Regions from separate parts of the Mus musculus genome. Here regions 1 and 3 are each linked to region 2. A link is a contact called in public ChIA-PET data. All regions are on one chromosome and are shown on one strand. The core of a region is the stretch at or near the end of the contact, and the rest is flanking DNA. Distances in the headings are between cores, read along the strand shown. Region 1 overlaps Src (Rous sarcoma oncogene). Region 2 overlaps Samhd1 (SAM domain and HD domain, 1). Region 3 holds the start of Rab5if (RAB5 interacting factor).

Region 1 (2,700 bases), core at 75-2,574, 340 kb before region 2:
GGAAGCACATGCAGAGAGCAGCCCCCAGCCTCAGCGAAGCATCCCCCTCTACCTGGCCTCGGTACACACCTGACATCCACCTTCCTCCTAAGGGCCAGCGAGAGAGAAGCAGAGAGAAGGAGAGGCTGAGGTGCGAAGACAGGGCCCAGGACAAGGGAGGATACTGGTTGGGGTCTAGGGAGGGCCGCCACCCACCAAGAGCAGAAGCAGCCCTGTAGGCTCTGCACCGCCCTCTGCCGGCAGCTCTCGGTAAGACAGACCCACGCTCCCAGTGCAGTCCCCGCCAGGCCACTCACGTGTTATTGACAATCTGCAGCCGCTCCCCTTTCTTGAAGGACAGGTCAGTCTCTGTCCGTGACTCATAGTCATAGAGGGCCACAAAGGTGGTCACCCCACCTGCAGAGAAGGATGAGAGGTGTCAGAACCCTGCAGGGGCTGGGTCAGGCGCCGTTCTCACTCACCAGCCTGTCCCTGGGAGGAAGCTAAGTACGCTGTGCCTTCCTGCTGGGCTGCAGACTAGGTGTTCCTTATCTAATGAGTCTATTGACACAAGCAGAAGTCCCGTCCCCGTCCCCGTCCCCCCCGTCCCTGTCCCCCCCCCCCCCCGAGATCAGGCTCCCTTGCTCTGCACTCAGGGGCAGCACACAGAAGATGCCCCAAGCCCCACACTTAAGGGACTCTGCCTGTGTGTGTGCCTGGCAGCTCGAGGTTTCTGGTCCAAGTTTCAGGACCCTTCCCCTGATTCTCCCCTCACCCACAGCTGCTCCGTGGAATCCTGCATCCCACCCTCGGTTGCCCGAGGCTCCACAAATGCTTCTCAAATGATCGAATGGGTGTGTGGCTGCATGGCGGGAAGTGGGCTGCCCGTCCAAAGGTCTCACCACAACCAAGTTCCTGTGGTGGGATGTGGAGCTGGGAACCCCTACATCCCGTGTCTGCATTCTGCATGCAAGATGGTAGACAGGCCCATCTGAGGGGGCGAGGTTGTATGCACACCTGTATCTGTGTGTGCTCTGGCCCAGGTGTCTCTAGGAATTGTTGGTGTCTCCACTCAGTGTGGGTTCATGCCCAATGTGGGCATATAACATGGTTGAGTCTGGGTGGGATTTGTACGTGTAGGTGTGCAGCCATGCGTGTGGCTCTGTCTGAGCGTGGGATTTGCACGCATGGGCGTGCAGCCGTGAGTATGGCTCCGTCAGAGTGTGGGATTTGCACGTGTGGGTGTGTAGCCATGCATGCAGGAGCGTGAGTCACCCCGCTCAGCTCCTGGGCGGCAGGGCTGCCGCACCACACAGCGCCAGCAGAGGGCGCAGGGGCGCACTCGGGCCATCGCACAGCAGAGCCAGGAACAAAGGCTGGGCGGAGGCGGCAGCTAGTCCGTGGCGGTCCATCCCCTGAGGGCCTCAGGGTCCCCTCCCCTACAACCCTCTCCTTCAGAACCCGTTATATACTCTGAACCTGGGAGCCCGAAAGCGCCAGGAGCCCCGCTTTCCAGTTTACGAATCCTTCCCCATTCGCAGCCTCGGGAAAACCGAGTCCCCAGAACCCAGAGAGGGTGCACCACAGCTCAGGGACACACAGCAAGGGGGAGGGCTGACCTGCCAGAGGCCCCGCCCTCTGCGGGGAGGTGACGGTGTCCGAGGAGTTGAAGCCTCCGAAGAGCTTGGGCTCGGCCGCGGGCGGCACGAAGGCGGCGCTGGGCCCGCGGTGGCCGTCGGCGGAGGCGGGCTTGCTCGGTGTCTGTGAGGCCGGGAAGGCGCCCCCTGCCCCGTGCACGTTTTCCGAGGGCTCCAGGCTGCGGCGCCGCTGGCTGGCGTCCTTGGGCTTGCTCTTGTTGCTGCCCATGGTCCTGGCTAGGGGCGACAGAAATCCCCGAGGTAGAGGAGAGCCTCTGGGAGGAGACAAGCCACCCCACCCACTTATCGGATAGGGAAACTGAGGTCCTAAGAAGGGGACTAGCCACCCTGGGAGGACTCGTCTCATTACACCTGTCAAATGAATTGCTGGCACCTTAGGACACAGCTATGGAGAGAAGACATACCAGTCCAAAGTCCTGACTGCTGGACCCAAAGTCAGTTTCAGTCTTTCTTAGGCAGGGACACTTGAGTCATATCTATGTCCCCAGCACATAGGAGGGGCTCATTTAAGGATTGCTGAATGAATCCATGCCTGACAAGTCGTCTAACACTGGGGGAAGGTGCAGTACAGTACGGTGGCTTGAAGAAGGGATGGCCAGGCCTCCTGGTCACAGGACCTTTGCAAACACTATTCCCTGACAGCTTCACCTCCCAACTCAGTTTCCTTCAGCTGTCAGCTCAAAGTTACTTCCTGGGTCAGGCAGATGGCTACACAGGTAAAGGCACCTGTCACAGACACTGCTGACCTCAGTTCAATCCCCAGGACCCACATGGTGAAAAGAGGTGGACTGGGGCTGGAGAGGTGGCTCAGCAGTTAAGAGCACTGACTGCCTTTCCAGAGGTCCTGAGTTCAAATTCCAGCAATCACATGGTGGCTCACAACCATCTGTAACGAGACCTGATTCCTTTTCCTGATGTCTGAGGACAGCTACAGTGTACTTACTTACATATAAATCAAGAAAGAAAGAAAGAAAGAAAGAAAGAAAGAAAGAAAGAAAGAAAGAAAGAAAGAGGGAGGGAGGGAGGGAGGAAGGGAGGAAGGGAGGAAGGGAGGAAGGGAGGA
Region 2 (2,700 bases), core at 172-2,671:
TTTTATTATTACTAATTATTATTATTAATGTATACATTATTAACAGTAGCTGTTGATATTCAAAGTAAACAAAAATTTTTTAACTTTTCAGTTTTTACCAATTTATAAATATTTTTTTTATTTGAAGACTGCTTTTGTTTTTAGGTCATGGGCCATTTTCTCATATGTTTGATGGAAGGTTTATCCCACGGGCTCGCCCAGAGAAAAAGTGGAAGGTATGTATTGATGTGTCGCAAAGTCCATAGAAAGAAGTAGTATTTTATCTAGTTATTCAACTAAGATCTGTTTCCTTCTGTGTGTTGTAGCATCCTTCCCTGGGACAGCATTCAGGGTGCTTCTGTTCATGGGTCTGTGTTTCAGCCCTCACAGTAGCCTGTGGAGAAAGGACCTTATCTTCTGTTCAGAGCCCTCAGAAGCATAGAGATGTGCCTGACTTCACAGGGTCATGGAGTGGTGGACCAGCCCTGGAGAGCCAGCTCCCCTCTTTCAATGCAGTGTCCGTTCTACTCTGTCAGATTACTGTAGACTTTGTTTTCTTTTAAAGATTTATTTATTTGTTCATTCATTTGTTATATATACAATATTCTGCCTGCAGAATCAGAACTCTTAGGCATCAGCTCTCATTTTAGATCGTTATGAGCCACCACGTGGCTGCTGGGAATTGAACTCAGGACCTCTAGAGGAGTAGACACTACTCTTAAACTCTGAGCCATCTCGGCAACCCCTAGGGTTTGTTTTTAAAGCCCAGCTTCAGCTTTCATTTTGGTAATAGCCGTGAACTTAAGTATCGTCGGTCTCAGTAACTGAGCGTTTGTTTTAACACGGGGTCTTCCTATATAGTTCAGGGTGACTTTGTCCTCTGTTCTGCCTCAGCCTCCCCAATGCTGAGCGTATGGTACACCCTCACTTCAGGCTTTAAGCGAACCCTTTATAATTACACATTTACTGGAGATGAACCTGTACATTTTGAAGCAGTTTCTGAGAAATGAGATTGGCTTCCCAGTTTCTACTACCCTTGGCATAGAAAAGCGCAGGGACGCAAGACGAAAGCTCCTTACACGCCAAGCCCTTTGTTCTCTGCCCTCTTTTTTTTTTTTTTTAGGTATAATTTGCATTCAATAAATTATGCAGATATATGTTGTGTTGTTTTTATTCTAGGACAAGGTCTCACTGTGGAGACCAAGCTGGCCTTGAAACTGTTGCCTGCTTCTGTTTCTGTAGAGCTAGGATTAAAGGCGTGTGCTATCTATCCATCCCTCCTGGCTGAAACTGTGCAGAGCTGATCTGAGTTTGGCAAGTGGGGATGTGGACCATTTTCATCATTTGGAAATTTCCCTTGTGTCAGGCTTGTTTTCTGTGATGCTGGCGATCAGACCCACAGCAGTGCACACACACACACACACACACACACACACACAGCTTCACCTCTCTCCTCTTAGATGTGGTATCTTGGTTTCCCTTATACTATCAAAGCTGTTGCAAATATGATTTCCTGTTGTTTGCACTTCGTGGGGGGGGGGGCTTAGGGGGGCTTCCTCTAATGTTTAACCATTTAAAAAGTTGATAAGTGGGCTAAGAGCAAAGGTTAGTGGGAGATCCCTTGACAACAATTGACTTGTTAGGTTTGCTCCCCGGCACAGTACAGTCATAAGTGAATGCTCTTTTGTGCCGTATAATGATTTTAAGATTCCTGCACGTTGATGGCTTCTTACTGCTAAGATTGTATCCTAGTGTATGAGCCACAGTTTGTCCTTGCTTCTTTGGATGAACTTCATGTTGTTTTGGATTTGAGCTACTACATCTCAGGTTGCTGTGGGTGATGCTGTATAACAGCTCTGTGGAAATATCTTCTCCTGTCTCCTGACTGAATACCTGAAGTAGAATTACTGAGTCATATGCCAGATGTTTACTTAACTGGGTTTTCCAGTGTGCTCTACTTTACCCGCTCACAAGCAGCGTGTGAAAATCCCAGATGCTAGTCCACAACCTCACCCTGTGTGAATAGATAGCTCTTGGCCCGTCCCCTCCTACTTTTCCTCCCTTTTAACACCTGCTTGCTTTTGGCCGATGAACAGTTAGGGAGTTAGTTGTCCAGGGTTTATAATTTCTTTCTCAAGCAGGACTGATCTAATAGGATCTAGGAGCTACTCTGCCGTTATTGTATGTGTGCCATGTGTGTATATTTGTCTCTCTCTCTCTGTGTGCTATATGTGTGTTTGTGTGTGCGCGTGCCTGATGTGTGTGCGCTAGGGGTCAAATACATATGTTATACATGTGATAGGTAAGTGCTGTACAACTAAGCTGTATCTCCAGCCTTTAGAAAATATATTTAGGGGCTGGTGAGATGGCTCAGTGGGTAAAAGCACCCGACTGCTCTTCCGAAGGTCCGGAGTTCAAATCCCAGCAACCACATGGTGGCTCACAGCCATCCATAATGAGATCTGACTCCCTCTTCTGGAGTGTCTGAAGACAGCTACAATGTACTTACATATAATAAAAAAATAAATAAATCTTTAAAAAAATATATATTTACTTTTTTCATTTCATACTTGACCTCATGTGGAATTAATTCTTCTATACAAATAGTACAAATACAATCTTCCCTTTATTTATAAGAATACTTTTTTTTTCTTTTAACTGTCTTATCTGCAGTTATAGCCCCAGCTTAATAAGGATAATGTTTTTGAATAGTAGTCAATC
Region 3 (2,700 bases), core at 180-2,679, 260 kb after region 2:
CCTCCCAGTGCACTACCACCACCACCTTGCTCCATATGTGGTTCTTCTGTCATTCCTTCTACTAAAGTGTGATGGGAAACAATATATTTAGACTATTAAGTGACTAATTCCAGAGCCTGTTCTCTACCATATTTTAGAGAAGTCGTTACTTCTTTAAAAGAAGCTGCGTAAATAGAAGTTTGTTTTGAAGTGACAATGGGCACTGTGCTCCTGGCCACAGATAACCCTTGGCTGGCCAGCTAAGTTCTAGAGAGTCTCCAGGAAGAAAAACTATTAACTTCAGTTCCCACCCTTCCTGTACAGCGACTTTTGAGAAAGCCAGAGTTAGGAAAGTGTGGTGGTGGAGAAGTGTGTGCTTAGGCCTGTGCCAGCTCATCTAAGTTTCACCCAACAAAGAGCACTCAGGTTTGTGAACTGCCCTGGACTCCAGACACCAGTCCTTGGACCGGGGAAGATAAAAAATATGACACAGCAGTTCACAAAGACGACAGGTTTTGCAAGAGCTGGGCAGGGCTGGGGGCAGGCCAAGGGCACCTTCAGGAAGTACTCCCCCCCTCCATGGCGGAACTGAAGGGAGGGAAGCCCAATTTCAACAGTCCAAACAACGGAAGGAGTCCAAATATAGCATTCTTTTCAAACCATCTAGAATCGGGCTGAATGGTGACAGGCTTGAAGATCACAGAATGGAGCAATGATAGGAGGCGTCCAGGCTCAGATCCTCTGGAGATGACCAGCGAGTGCATCTTTAAGTCCCCAACCTCTTCTAACCCATGTCTAGCGACTTTCTTACTAACTCACACCCTCTTAAGGTGGTCTTAGAACCGGCTCTCGAATCTTAAAGCTCACAGGGCATGTCTTCTTTCTCATCTAAGCGAGCAAGGACAGAGCCACCCCTCGCAATGTGCAAAGTAAACGCACTTCAGGGATTCCGCACCCGGCACGTGCGCAGTCTTCAGAAGCGCTAACTACTCCGGATCCTGCGGAGCAAACGGCGGGGGATAGCAGGGGCTCCGCTCGCTCCACTACGCGCCGGCCCCCTTGGCACCCCGCTCCCTGCTCCCATGGCCGCGCCCGGCCGATTGGCCGGGGCGAGGGAGACCCGGGCCCGTCCTCCCTCGCCGGGCCTTCTGCACCTTGTCGTCCCAGGCCGCGTCGCTCCGCAGCACCTTGCTCCACACGGACACCTTGAGGGCCCCGTTGGCCAGCTGCGGCTGAGGCGGCTCCTCCTTCCGCCGCCCGCCGCTCATCCTCCCGTCGCGCCGCCCGAGCCGGGCGTGGGGCGCGCGGGCCAAGCCGAAGGGAGTCGGGGTCTGGGACCGCGGGACTCGGCGCGCGGGGCGGCAGCGGTAGTCCGGGCAGCGAGGGACAGTGGCCCGCCGAGGCTCTGCTCGCTCTGCCCAGCGGCCGGCTCGCTAAGCTCCACGGAGCAGGCGCCGCCGAGGGAGGGGCGGGGCCCTGATGACGTGCGCACGCAGCCAATCGGCGGCCACGCGGCGGTCGGCTCCGAAGCTCGGCGACGCCTCGACGCGAGCGTCCCCTCCGGTGGGCGGAAGTGACAGAAGCTTCCGGCGGACGCCAGGGGACGGTGAGCGAGAAGGGACAAGTGCGGCCCGGAGGCGATCTGTGCGCGAGGAGGCGCTGTGAAGACTGAGGCACAGCCCCTCCGAGGAAAGCCGAGATTGTACGTTTCCTTGCCGGCTGAGCCGCGGCTCGTCCCCCGGAGCGACACAAAGAAGAAGTGGCCTTGCATCCTGCTCCGCCTCCCGAGCCGGGTCCTTGGTCCCCGGAAGCCCTGGGCTGCCCCACTGGAGTTACCTTCTGTGCGTTCTCTCCTAAACCTACACGTTATTCACGACTTTGTTCATGACTATGGAAAACAAAACAAAAACAAAAACCAAACCAAAGTTCCCTCGCCTGGCGATGGTGCAAGCCTGTCTACCTGCTGGAGGATGGTAAGTCCCCGGTCACGACAACCTGTCTCAACGGGAAAAAAAACAATTCTGTGAACCCTAACGTCTCCTCTTGCTCAGCGTTCTCTTCTGAGATCCGAATGTGAAGCTGAGATCCCAAGAGAGAAATTCTTTCCTAAGGATGAGGCAAGTTGAAACCAGGGGAGAACCCCACTAGGGGGAATAGAAAAGTAGTAGGTGTCGGGCTAGCTACCCCGTCCTCACTGTGTGTTGTTAGCACTTCCCAGGATGTGTTTTGAAAGGACAGAAGGAGCAGCACCCCCTGCGAACTTGTACAAAGACACGTTGTGGTGTACACTGTGACTCGTCTGCAGTCCAAACCCGGGGAGGAATGTTAGGCTGGCCTGGCTACATTCCAAGATCCCGTGCCCCGTCTGACCTGGGTTACACAGCGAAGCTGGTCTAGCATACAGAGTGAGAGATGCTGCCTCAAACAGACAAATGAGCAAAATCAGTCCCATCCTCCAGATGGTGCCACACAGGATGTGCTATGCTAAGGGATATCACTAAAAAACAAAAGAAAAGAAAAACCCCCCAAGAATTGTTTATTATGTATACATCGTTCTGGCTGCATGTTTGCCTGCAGGCCAGAAGAGAGGTTACCAGATCACATTATAGATGGTTATGAGCTACCATGTGGTTGCTGGGAATTGAACTTAGAACCTCTGGAGGAGCAGCTAGTGTTCTTAATCTATGAGCCATCTCTCCAGCCCGGAACATCACTTTTATG

The links. ChIA-PET counts read pairs in DNA pulled down with a chosen protein or histone mark.
Region 1: an RNA polymerase II ChIA-PET map of memory CD8 T cells shows a contact between it and region 2, with 8 read pairs. The contact joins two enhancer-like sites. A contact is called at or near these places in 2 of 39 promoter capture datasets (embryonic stem cells and hippocampal neurons), 6 of 484 Hi-C or Micro-C datasets (CD4 T cells, the G1E-ER4 cell line, cortical neurons and 3 more), 3 of 115 datasets of contacts at active chromatin or transcription factors (embryonic stem cells, epiblast stem cells and memory CD8 T cells) and 2 of 9 other capture datasets (adipose tissue and embryonic stem cells).
Region 3: a contact with region 2 is called in an RNA polymerase II ChIA-PET map of memory CD8 T cells, with 1,043 read pairs. The contact joins the promoter of Rab5if here to the enhancer-like site in region 2. A contact is called at or near these places in 3 of 39 promoter capture datasets (embryonic stem cells, hippocampal neurons and neural stem cells), 3 of 15 datasets of contacts at CTCF or cohesin (the NIH/3T3 cell line, large pre-B cells and pro-B cells), 18 of 484 Hi-C or Micro-C datasets (B cells, CD4 T cells, the G1E-ER4 cell line and 14 more), 38 of 115 datasets of contacts at active chromatin or transcription factors (the 230-238 cell line, the HPC-7 cell line, the SCID.adh cell line and 23 more) and 4 of 9 other capture datasets (adipose tissue, embryonic stem cells, liver and 1 more).

The regions. Positions count from the first base shown.
Region 1 is chr2:157,456,230-157,458,929 of GRCm38.p6, reverse strand. Src (Rous sarcoma oncogene) reads right to left here. Exons shown (of 15, transcript NM_009271.3): 4 at 1,599-1,853; 5 at 297-396; 6 at 70-87. The coding sequence starts at 1,845. Among named protein-coding and RNA genes, the nearest start is that of Src, 33 kb to the right of the region's middle. Within about 2 kb of position 1,324, at least 170 of the 459 cell types and tissues checked have an H3K27ac peak or open chromatin away from gene starts, as enhancers often do. A contact at or near this core is called in memory CD8 T cells and regulatory T cells, where this site is marked.
Region 2 is chr2:157,117,997-157,120,696 of GRCm38.p6, reverse strand. Samhd1 (SAM domain and HD domain, 1) reads left to right here. Exons shown (of 16, transcript NM_018851.4): 6 at 145-215. Among named protein-coding and RNA genes, the nearest start is that of Samhd1, 16 kb to the left of the region's middle. Within about 2 kb of position 1,421, at least 24 of the 459 cell types and tissues checked have an H3K27ac peak or open chromatin away from gene starts, as enhancers often do. A contact at or near this core is called in memory CD8 T cells, regulatory T cells and thymic regulatory T cells, where this site is marked.
Region 3 is chr2:156,861,851-156,864,550 of GRCm38.p6, reverse strand. It overlaps Rab5if (RAB5 interacting factor), which reads right to left and starts at 1,429. Exons shown (of 4, transcript NM_026124.3): 1 at 1,134-1,429. The coding sequence starts at 1,247. It overlaps 5430405H02Rik (RIKEN cDNA 5430405H02 gene), which reads left to right and starts at 1,606. Exons shown (of 3, transcript NR_027914.1): 1 at 1,606-1,952.